2 separate regions of the Mus musculus genome follow, and region 1 is linked to region 2. A link is a contact called in public Hi-C data. All regions are on one chromosome and are shown on one strand. Each heading gives the region's core, a stretch centred on a gene start, on an enhancer-like site or on the middle of the called end of the contact. The rest is flanking DNA. Distances are from core to core; before and after follow the strand shown. Region 1 overlaps Mbnl2 (muscleblind like splicing factor 2). Region 2 has its middle 57 kb from the start of Mbnl2.

Region 1 (5,822 bases), core at 2,837-5,336, 150 kb before region 2:
GATATAACCACCCCTGCCCCCTCCGATGCTCCGCAAATCTGGGTTTGATTGTTTTTGTCTTCATTTCTGAATCTTAGATCTTCTCAGTACTTTGCTACTTCCCAGGGTCATCCCTGCCCCCATTCCTATGAATTTATTTCAGTCATCTTTGACTTTACACCTCTTTTCTTTCCTTCTTGATGATCTCCGCCCCCCACCACCATTCCCTCAGCCTTCTAGCTTGTTAAAATTTAATCTCCAGGAGAGCATTCAGGTAGGGCCAGCTCCTACATCTCAGCATGTGGCCAGCCAGTGAGTCAGCTGCCTTGATGTCAGATGTCCAGATGAATTCTGTCATCTGTGAAGGAAGGCAGTGACAGGATCTGAAACAGAGCTACCTCCCATCAGCCTGGGTGCAGAGGGATTAAACAACAACAACAACAACAAAATTCTTGTTGTTTAAAACTAAGGCAGCTTTGGTGATCTCAGTTCCAAGTCCCCACCCATACACACTGCACTGGACACCCAACAACCAAGGAACCGTGCTGACCATGCTCGTGTGAGTCTGGTCTGTGTACACGAGAGTGGGGGGTAGTTTGGATGCAGGGCGGGGCAAAGCAGGATCCTAAGAGGGGAGATGAAACCAGCAAGATATCTAACATGCATCAGGATGGTAGATGGCTTGGGGCATAATTATCAATTTGATCAGTAATCTTCTAATTTGATGCTTTGTTGCTACTCATACAGATTTCAAATGGTTGGCAAATGTGGTTTTCTGGTTGATGCTGTTATTCCTTCTTATGACTGGAACCCTTGAAGAACCACGTTAGCCATTTTCCTGGTGATAGAACGAGGTTTATAACATTAGATTCATCATTTATCAATGGACTCTCCCGTTTCACGAGAATTAATTCAATTTCCCACTGTCCTCTCTTATACACGCTGAGTGCAGAATATTATTGATCATCAATGTGCCGGGCAATTTTATACGTGGTTATCTCATTTTCTCCTCACAACAGCAGAGATGATTTCCTCCTTCAGAGAAGAGCAGATGAGATCTGAAGAATGAGATAACACATCCCAGACGATCTGCGCTAAGGAGTGAGCCGGATTGTAGCCCATGTCTTTCTTGAGTCAATCCTGCCACTTCACTGAGATATGAGCAATGGTTAACATCCAGGACAGATACAAATCTGGTGTTACCGTTCAGAGAGCAATAGGACGCAGAACAAATGTCAAATGTGAGGATGTGGCGCCGAGAGACAATTATTCGCTTGGTCTATGCGTGGACCGTGCACAGGGGTCAGCAAACTCACTTGTTCTGGGCTCACAGTAGAACTCAGCCCTTTCCTACCTGTATGAGTTGCACTGACTGGTGGTTTACTTAATGTATACAATGAAGACAGTGGCCATGTCCTCCTCTTAGCACCGCTATGCAGCTATATAAACTAAGACACTGATAAAGTTCACAGAGCTGTCTGGTATACAGGAAATTCTGAGAAATACAAGGAGTATGAAGAACATGCACGTGTATATGGTATTTTGTCTAGAGTAAGTATTCACTACTATTCTCAACCGCTCTTCGCTTCTCCGGTGGGGTAAGCTGGTGCATCAAAGCACGATAAAGACTAGTTGATGGTTATTACTCATATGTCATGTCTGGGGTTATTGTTATTATTCATATATCATGTCTGGGGTTGGTTTCCGTTCAATGGAGTGTCTTTTTGCAACTGTCCTTAGATAAACAGTGTGGACTGTAGCTCACTCTGGCATCAGGGTTTTAAGGAATGTTTTCTGTGGACATCTCAGTCCAGCACTGTGAGACTCGAGGAAACAGAATCTCATTTAAAAGACCCGACAGGATTAAAATCCTAAAGGAAAAAGCTATCTGACACCGTGAACAGTTCGTAGAAAAATTCTCGTGAAGGCCCGAGACTTCTCAGGACATGCATTCTTGCACAAAACAACTGTTGATTATCAAAGCAAGTTGTGACAACTGACTGACACAGGCAGCGTGAAGATTCTAGTGTCTGTCTCCATAGACCACCATGAAGCAAAAAGCGGAGGCACACAGACAGCGTCTCCTGAGGGTAGCCCAAGAAACAGACACAAAAAAAGTACTGGCAATTCTTCCTGTGGCTGCTGGGGATCATTTATTGTTTTCCTTCATTTTAATGTCTCTTCTCTTTTGCTTCTTGGTAGAGACGTTTCTTGGGGGACGCAGGAAGCAAGGCCCAGCCCTGGGAAAGCAGTGTAGGATAGAGTTGGGGGCACACCACTCAGGGCTCTTGGAGGGCCTTACAGTAACTGGAAGTCGGAGCCTAGGCTGAGGTCCATGAAGCAGGGTCACAGTAAGGACTAATTTGGAGCCAGAAACTCACAGCTCTAAGCATCTTTCACTTCTTGTGAGGGGGGCCTGACAGGTGCAGGGATGGGAGATGGCTGTTGGGTTCCAGGCCAAGTCGTGGATCCACTCAACTGCTATTTACTATTAAATATTATGCCTAGTGCTTGCCAAAGGTAAGCATGAACACCATACACTGTCTGCATGAAGCCTGTGGGCTGGTGGTAAAGAGAATGCTGACCAAAATTTGTGTATTGCACATTATGAGATGTGTTCTAGAGGGGATGCTGAGGAACTGCTGAAGAGAGGGCCAGATATGACAAGTGTTCTCTAAACTGAGAACTGAAAGGCCAAAGTGTGTGTGTGTTTGATGGACTGTGTGAGTCGTACACATATGTTGGCTGTACGGTACACATGGCATGCGGTTATATGTGTTGTGTTTGGAATGCTCACGTGTATCTAGTCTGTGTGTGGTGAGTCGGTACGTGTGTTGGGGGAGGAAGATATAAGGACGCCAGAGGAAAGGAATACGCCATGGGGAAGAAGCACATTCCATCTGGGAACTTGCATGTGGCTTCCCAAGCTGGAGCCCAGCGTGAGCATGAGTGGGAGTTGGGGAGGTGAGAAAAGATGAAGCAGGAAGCAGTGGGTAGAAGGCAGACACAGAGAACAGCGAGACTGAAGTTAGGGACACGGATGGTCTTCACTGTTGCATGAAGAGACTAACACGTCTGCTTCACGCGTGGCAGTCCGTTAGGTGCCACCATTCCCTTCCAATGCCACATTACCAATTTTATTGTTGTCTGTATGACTTGCTTAAAAGTCCTGGCAGAATTCTGATTCTGGGTCTGTGTGGCTTAGTCTACATTCCCAAGCAACCAGGTAGGTTTAGATTAGGGATGGTGGTTAGGATGAAGTTTAAATTTCCAGCAGAACTGAATTTATTAAAATAAGCAACCTTGGTGGGTTTCAATATGGAGAACCCATGCCCACCCGCAACAGAGTGAGTTAAGATACCAAATGAGTGTACCGTGTCTTTGCAGAACAACAGCCTTGAGCTCATCAGAGTTGGATGGTCATTGAGTTATATGGCAGGGAATGGAAAAATTGTAGCTTTAGCAAAGAAAAGAAGACTACAGAATCAGGTTAGAGTAAGAAAGAGCATAACAGAAAAGGGTTGTTTTCTCTTTTTTTCCTTTAAATTGCCTTTAAAAAAAAAACAAGTTGTTTTTAGAATCTTTCCCCAGCATGCTCCTCATTGAGAAAGTCAACTGGAATATGGAAGCAAGAAGGAATAAACTAAGGACTAAAGAATTGTCTCTCAACGACAGGCGCTTCTGTCTATATGAACTAGCAGATGTTGCCACAGCGCTCTCCCTGTGTTGGTGGATCTGCAGTTGGAAGGTAACAGAAACAGCGTTTGCCTCGTTCCCATGATGGGCCATAGATTCTGAGAAGGTTCTCTGGGAGACGGACTCCTGGTGAGCTTTAGCTCCCAAAGCTGTTCTTCCACCTCTCCTAGCCTTGCCTGGTCACAGAACTCTCAACGGGCAAGGATGAGGCTGGGGGCAGGCAGCGCAGAAGGCAGCCATCAGGAGAGACGGTATGTGCTCTCGGAGTAGTCACTGGAGACATTCTTACATCTAGAGTTCACTGTGGGCCATGGAACTAGTTCCTGGGGAAGCTGAATGTCCTGGACCCAGCTGATGGGCATGGGATAGCTAAGGGAGCCTCTCAGATTCCAGGCATTCCACAAGCTTCCAGAAACCTGCAGTCAGGAAGTTTGCCCCCACCCAGGGTTACATTCCTGAGTTCCGTATGTGGCCTGGAGAAGTAGTTTAAATTAAAGATTAAGAATAGACCCAGACCAGGAACCATACCACTAGGTTTTCCCGTCCAGATCTCCTCTTGTTGCTGGGGGCACTTAGGAAGTGTGAAATCCTGCTTCCATTAGTTCCATAGGCAGATGCAGATACTGTTGCTAGACTTCATAGCTTCTCAACAAGAATTTGAAGTTAATTCATACAAAATGCTTTAGTTGGCACAAAGACAAAAAGTTGGCACATAGCAAGCACTATCTAAGCTTTATTATAATAATTACCATCAGCATCACAATTAACCCCTTCTTTACTCAATGGGTAATGATATATATTTTAAAATGGTGCTCTACTGCACGCATAGTTTCTCCACAGCTGGGATTCTGTCTGGGCTGTGCATCAAGCTCTTTAACCCTTCGTTACTCCTATTCTCACACCAGGTGCCAACTTTGGATATTTATCTTTTCAAAGAGCCTTAGATCTGTCTGTCTTTAATATCTGTCTCCTCTGCCGAGACTTGCCAGGGCTGGCTCACACGGCGTGACTCACCCAGAGTTAAAGCAGTTAGTGTTACAGTTGGAAAGTCCTGATTGTGGCTTTCTCCCCAGATGGCCGTGGGAACTTTTACTGGTACCTTATAAAGCCTATGTCTTGGTTTTCTCATCTATGAAATGAGAGCAATTCTACTCTATGGTGTCAATGTCTTCTAACAGTTGTTAGAGCCTGAGGGACAGCAGAAGTTGCTCCAAAAATATACATAAAAGGCTGAGTACTGTTTTTCTAAATCTATGTTCTTGAATCGTCCCAATCTGGTGAAAGCAAGAAGCCACATAAAACAACAGTTACAGTAAAAGGTGACTTTGAGGACGTCTGCTATGAGAAGTTGGTCTAGCCAGGTGTGAGGACTGAGTTCAAACTAATTAGGACTAGGAGGGTTTGTTTATTAAGGGCTGACAGTACAGTGGCTCAGAACTGAAACCCCTCATCTGACAGACTATCACCATCTCGATCCTTGTACTGCAAGTAGCTCAGCAGGTAATTTCAAAGAGGCTCGACTGGCTGGCTGGGCCAGATGTTTGCAGCCTCAGTTTCCCCGTCATTTCAAACTCTTGTCAAGGTCTGTGAGGCAGAGGTAGCATGGGGTGGGAAACTGGCTGTGATGTGAAAGGGAAGCTACATTTTTACAGGTTCATTATTCTTAGGGATCAGAGTCAGGTGGGTTGACCTTAACATCTGCCTGGAACTCTTGCAAGTAAGAGTGTGGGGAGTGGCTTGGTTACTTACATCAGAACTTAATTCACAACATTAACAATGGGCCCCAAACAGCTCTGCTGAAGGCAACTGACACATCAGGCTTTTAGCTTTGTTTTGAATTTAAATAAACTAATTGAGCCACATGAGTTCTTATATTATTAGCTCCAACCACACAACACAGCAGATAAAACACAAACACACAAGGGGGCTGCAGCCAGAAGGACGCTGGAGGCTTGGGAGTAAATGATAACCAGATCTTCCACCAAAAGGGAAAATGTTCCACGTCGCAGGCATAGTGTACAAATCTAAGAAAGGTCCTCTCTGCTCATTACTTGGTTCAATTGATACGACCATTCATCTTGTATAGACCGTATATGCACTAATTTCCGGGTAAATAGCAAAACTGTTATACTTGTTAAAGATATTAG
Region 2 (5,999 bases), core at 290-2,789:
TTTCATGCTCTTGTTGGAACGATTCGGCCAAAGCATAACGGGGAAGAAAAGAGACAAGGGATTTGGTTTCATTGTCAGAGGTGTCATTCCTGTGCAAGCTGGAAAACCAGCCTGCTTGCCTGCAAGCATGCTCATGCAAATCACTTAACCTCCAAAAAAATTGGTTAAAAAAATGGCAATGATGCGAAGAGTTGGGTGGTAATTCTCTCTTTCTGATATGGGAGAGCAGATAAGCACGTTATCCACTCTCAAAAAGGAAATTGCCAGGAAGGAGGAAGTGGATAAAGGGGAATTGAAGGCACAGTGTAAGATGTCCATCTTATCCTCTGGTCGGACCTGGCCGATGTCCGTTCTGAGGTGGACCCAACTGTGAGTGTGAAATTATCTAGTAGTAAAAAGGCAGGTGTGCTTAAGAGGCCACACAATGGCAATGTGGGCAGAGGGAGGAGTCTGCGGTCTGCAGGGCACTTGGCAGGGTGGATTGGCGGGTAGAGGAGGCCCAGAGAAGAGCGACCAGTGGGATGGAGAGAAGATGTTTGCCAATCTGCTTCTCCCAAATGGAGACCCAAACCTTAGGCCGAATGGAAAGATTGCTTGCTTTGTGCTTGTAATGAAGTGGGGTTTAAAAAAGAAACTGGGAGAAACGACATAGTGGCTGCGTTGTGAATAATTATGAGAGATGAAATTTGCCTCAGTCTCTATTAGCGCTCCTCGAGGAAGGAATGAGAGGCTGAGACAAGACGATGAAAGTGGAGCAAGGGTCAAAATCGGGAAGAGGCATTCATAGTGAACCTTCTTCAGTTTCTTACTGAATGACACAGGTTGATAAAGAAGCCAGAATCTGCAACATTTGACTTCCGTACCACATTCGTGCCTGATGAGACTGTACGGTGATTTCTTGGTAAACTATATATACTTTCAGTCTATAACAGTGAGTTGGGTATTTTTACTGACAGTATAAAAGCCTTGTGCTTAATTTTGTTCTAAACATAGGAATAAACATGCCTTTACTTTTTGCAACTTACAAATTATATTTGTCATCTTTTCCTTCCTTCCTTCCTTCCTTCCTTCCTTCCTTCCTTCCTTCCTTCTCTCTCTCTCGCCTTCCTTCCTTTTCTTTCTTTCCTTCCTTCCTTTCTTCCTTTCCTTCCTTCCTTCCTTTCTTCCCTTCCCTTCCCTTCCCTTCCCTTCCCTTCCCTTCCCTTCCCTTCCCTTCCCTTCCCTCCTTCCTTTCTTCCTTATTTCCTTCTTTTTTATTACTGTCTGCCGGCCTGTGTTCTCCTTTCCAAGATCAACCGAGATCCCTTGCCAAGACCAATACGTAACAGAGGGGACTTATTCCCAGGAAGGACTCCATGGTCTACTGGGAAGGCTGACAGTAGCAGCTACAGAAAGCTGTTCCATTCAGCTTTGTTCTTGATTAGCCTACAGTCTGTTGAGCCCTGCCTTGACAGGTCAATGTCCCCAGTAGACTCACCTAAGTCTTCTGACACATCAGTGAACTAACCTGCAAAAGAAAACATCTCAAAGCGATGTTCCCTGGGTGATGCTGCCCCTCCCTCGGGGCCATTATCAGCTCTCACAGGTAGATTTCCTCCTGTGAGCTAACCCTGGGTGTGTTGTGTGAGTGAGTGAGAGAGAGAGAGAGAGAGAGAGAGAGAGAGAGAGAGATGGGGGCAAGCCACATGGCATATTTAATCCATACCCAGCAACGGAGGACAATGAGTGCCAGCTGTGTGTGTGTGATCGCTGTGACTGACCAACAGGTGCAGGCTAAGATTCCGTGACTTCCCTCTGCCACTCTCATTCTGATTTCACTTTGATGAGATCTTTGCTGGGCAGTTCAAGTTGCATGAGTCACCCATTGGCTGGGGTAAGGCCTGGACCTATCCTTACATTATCCTTCCAAATTGGTGTGGCAGCAACTTTTTATGCCTCGGAGTCAAGGTTATCCACACCAGTTGAGACAGTAACTCTGTTTTGCTATCTTTTCTGGCTTCCAAGGGGCTGGAGCCAACCAGATTGTGAAAAAGTGTTACTCCATCAAAGTAATTCTCTATCCCCCAGTGCAGTCTAAGACCACAGAGCCCCAAGCTGCCTCAGCGGGCAGATTGAAGAGTCACGGAGGCAGGAGATGAAACCTGCACAAACAACTTATTGGGTGTAACCATGGCACATAGGAATTCGAGAAAGTCCAGCGTTTTCCTGGTCTCATGCTACTTCCTGATCCTGCTGGGACTTTTTGTCAGACAAGAAGAAAAGGACATCTCATTAAAAATATCTCAGAAGTCACCCATTACCCATTTAACACACATCAACAAACATCTACATCCATGTGTGCACATGATAATAGTTCCCTCAGAGATACTCTCAGTCTATCTAGGAAAGCTGTGGCTACATTGCCTTACACAGCAAGAAGACCCTTCAGATATGGCTAAATGAAGGCTTTTGAGACAGTGTATCTTGTATTGTCTAGACAGGATATTTGAAACCACAATGATGCAAAGGAAACATTAGAGTGGTGGGTCACAGAAGAAAGGGATGGGGGAAGGGAAATGTATGTATGTATGTATGTATGTATGTATGTATACATGTGTGCATGTATATGTATGTATGTGTGTATATGTATGTATGCTTATTTATATGTATGTGTGTATATGTGTATGTGTGTATGTATGTATGTGTATGTATACGTGTATGCATGTGTATGTATGCATATGTGTATATGTATGTATGGGCATATGGATGTTAATGTGTATATGTGTGTATGCATGTGTGTATGTGTATGTATGTGTGTATATGAATGCATATATGTATGTGTGTATATGTATGTATATGTGTGTATATGTATGTATGTATGTAAAGTATGTACATTTATGCCGGGAGTGGTGGTGCACACCTTTAATCCCAGCAATCGGGAGGCAGAGGCAGGCAGATTTCTGAGTTTGAGGCCAGCCTGGTCTACAGAGTGAGTTCCAGGACAGCCAGGGCTATACAGAGAAACCTTGTCTCGGGAAAAAAACAACAATAACAAAAAAGTATGTACATTTATATATTTATATATACATATACACACATACACACACACACATATATATATATATACAGAGAGAGAGAGAGGGAGAGGGAGAGGGAGGGAGAGAGAGAGAGAGGGAGGGAGAGGGGGAGAGGGAGAGAGAGAGGGAGAGAGAGAGGGAGAGAGAGAGAGAGAAAGGCAATGCATCACATACACTGAACTATATTGTATTGCTGGTTGTGAAGGTGAAGGAGGGATTCAGGGACCACTGAAGGCATAATGCAGGTGCTCTCTAGAAGCTGGTGAAGGCCACATCCTCCAGACAGAACACCTCCATGCCAAGGCTTTGTTTCTGGCTGAGGGAAACTTTCTTTGGGTTTCTAAGTCATAAATCTAAAAGATAACAGCTCTGAGGTTCTTAACGTCACGTATAGATTCTGGCAATGAGCAAGCTGTTCCACAGGGGGCTTTTGGTTAAAAACTCAAGACTGCATTCAAAAATTGTACATCCAGCTGTCTTCTTAGGAACCATCACTCTGATGTCTCACATAAGCCCCAAGCTCAAAAGTGGGTGACCTCTCCCCTACACGAGGTACCGTCCAATGTCCACTCTTTCTTTGAGTAGGACCATCTCCTTCATAATTATTCAAGCTGGAATCCTGGGTCATCATGTCAGCTTCTCTCTCACCAGCCCAAGGCAAACTGTTGTGAGCCCTGTTGGCTTTCTGTCCTCACCTGTCTGAGAAGGGAGGACCAGACAGAGAAATGACTAAGAGGTCCAGAGAATCAGGATACAGTTCAAGGTACCCGGTGATCTAAGTGAAAACAAGTGGGGAAGCGAGACGTCTAGGATCCAAGTCCAAGGAAGCAGAGAGAAGGCTGGGCTAGCTCAAGCACACAGTCCAGAAAGAGAAGGCTGGGCTAGCTCAAGCACACAGTCCAGAAGATGTCCTAGGTTAGGGAAATAGAATGGGAAGATCCTCTCATCTTACCTCAGCCTAACAGGGCTCTCCCTGACAGCATTTATACAATAATTCAATGCAGCAGACCTTTCAGTGGTGGTGTGCAGAGATGAGAAGTGGTCAGAGGGGAAGGGAATAGAAAAAAATCTGGTAGTTAAGCCAAAAAGAAGATGACAGAAAAGAGTGTAAAATCAGAAAAGAGAGGATCATGGATCACTAACAGTAACGATAGATCAGCCAGCAGACTTTGATTAGCTCAGGCTGTAAGTAGCCAGTGCTGATGATGTGAGTCCATAAAGGGAACAGTAGTTTGAAGAAGCCAAATTCTGAGGGAAATGCTGTTCTCTTCAGATGGGTGTGACTACAGCGTGCTTAGCTTGTGAGTTACTGCTTGAGTTCCCTTCGCGGCTGTGATCAGGTCTTTGTTCTAGTTTCATTTCTGTTGCTGTAATAAAATTCTCTGGCTGAAAGCAACTTGGGAAAGAGGCTTATTTTAATTCCAAGTTTCAGGTGACAGTCCCTCGGGCATGGAAGTCAAGGGAGGAACTCAAGGCGAGATTGGTTGCTCTTCCACACAGCGTTACCTGTGACCAAGGAACTCACTTCATAGCCAAAAAAGGAATGAGACAGAAACTGTGGAGGACGCTCGTTGCTGCCTTGTAGACAGATTTATGCTGGATTGCCTAGTATACATCTGCCTAGGGAATGGAGCTGCCCACAGTAGGCTGGGCCTTTCTACATCAATTAATAACCAAAACAGTCCCCCCACACATGTCCACAGTCCACACTGATCTAGGAAATTATTTCGTTGGGGGCTTTCCTCTTAGTTGTGAGATGCCAAATCTTTTTTGAGACAGGGTTTCTCTGTATAGGTCGGGCTGTCCTGGAACTCACTCTGTAGACCAGGCTGGCCTCAAACTCAGAAATCTGCCTGCCTCTGCCTTTCAAGTGCTTATTATTAAAGGAGTGCACCACCATCATCTGCTAGAGATGCCAAATCTTTTTAAGTTCAGACTCCATTTTAGAGAACCTGACCTAAGTTTAAACTCAGGTAAACTAACAGGCTGGTACCTAAAATTAGTTTCCAAGTTTCCTACCTCAACAAACCCAAGCCTAGCTCCAGTCTCTAGGCTAATCCACAACACCAGTGTTTCCAGGTCATTCCATCAACAAACCTGGGTTACAAGTCCACTTCCTGCATAACGACCAACAATGCAGAGGAGAACGGAAATTAAGTTTATGATATGACTCCCAGCACCGAGCAAATATGCTAAAGGCCACAGCAGCTTTCCAGTTAGATGCTTGCACACATACTCCCTGCTTGCTTCTTACTACAAAGCCTTGTCCTGATAGACATTCGGGACTCCTCTCTCCACCAAAACCATCCTGCGTGATGGTGGTGGGTTGTGGGGGCCCAAGCTAGCTCAAATAGAATGAAGTTCCTGCTGTGAGTTGTATCAGATTGGCTCCTGTCTGGTTTTTTTTTTTGGGTATCACTAACATTAACCTGGCACTACAGTTGGATTTAGGCTATGTCAAGCTGGCAGTTAAAAGTCACCCAGGACAATCTTCAATTATTTATTTTTAATCAAAGCAATCCATGTACCAAGCTTTAAAAAAGTATGCTGGCTCAAGGACAAATAAGGACACACGCAATTGTCCACCTCCAAGACCTGACTTCCCAGCATCACATAGACCTTCCTCATTGACGTTGCTACCTACCGTTGTGTTTCTAAGTATATTTACTGTATGTCTCTTCTCCTTGATAAACTATCTGCTAAAGCAACTTAAGTGAAGAAACACACATAGATTTAATGTTTCAGGCTGCCAGGGAGGAAAAAAACATGGTGGTAGAAGCCTGTGGTTGGGGTCTTTACTTCTTGGTGAATCAGGGAGCAGGGAGCTTTAGGACTAGAAGTAGTCATCACTCTCAATGACCCCTGCCCACATCAGATCACGTTCTCCAGGTGTGTTCTATAACCTCTCAGAATAGTGTCATTTCCAAGTCTTTAAGCACTTGA

Evidence for each region. A called contact is a pair of places that touch in the nucleus more often than the background predicts.
Region 1: a contact with region 2 is called in a Hi-C map of muscle stem cells, with 1.8 times the contacts expected there. The contact joins two enhancer-like sites. A contact is called at or near these places in 2 of 484 Hi-C or Micro-C datasets (the N1E-115 cell line and muscle stem cells), 3 of 115 datasets of contacts at active chromatin or transcription factors (T-cell acute lymphoblastic leukemia and embryonic stem cells) and 2 of 9 other capture datasets (adipose tissue and liver).

The regions. Positions count from the first base shown.
Region 1 is chr14:120,372,090-120,377,911 of GRCm38.p6, reverse strand. The region is part of intron 2 of Mbnl2 (muscleblind like splicing factor 2); the gene reads right to left. Gm26679 (a long non-coding RNA gene) reads left to right here. Exons shown (of 3, transcript XR_003951152.1): 2 at 999-5,822. Among named protein-coding and RNA genes, the nearest start is that of Gm26679, 14 kb to the left of the region's middle. Within about 2 kb of position 4,086, at least 81 of the 459 cell types and tissues checked have an H3K27ac peak or open chromatin away from gene starts, as enhancers often do. A contact at or near this core is called in muscle stem cells, where this site is marked.
Region 2 is chr14:120,215,206-120,221,204 of GRCm38.p6, reverse strand. No RefSeq gene overlaps it. Among named protein-coding and RNA genes, the nearest start is that of Mbnl2, 57 kb to the left of the region's middle. Within about 2 kb of position 1,539, at least 5 of the 459 cell types and tissues checked have an H3K27ac peak or open chromatin away from gene starts, as enhancers often do. A contact at or near this core is called in muscle stem cells, where this site is marked.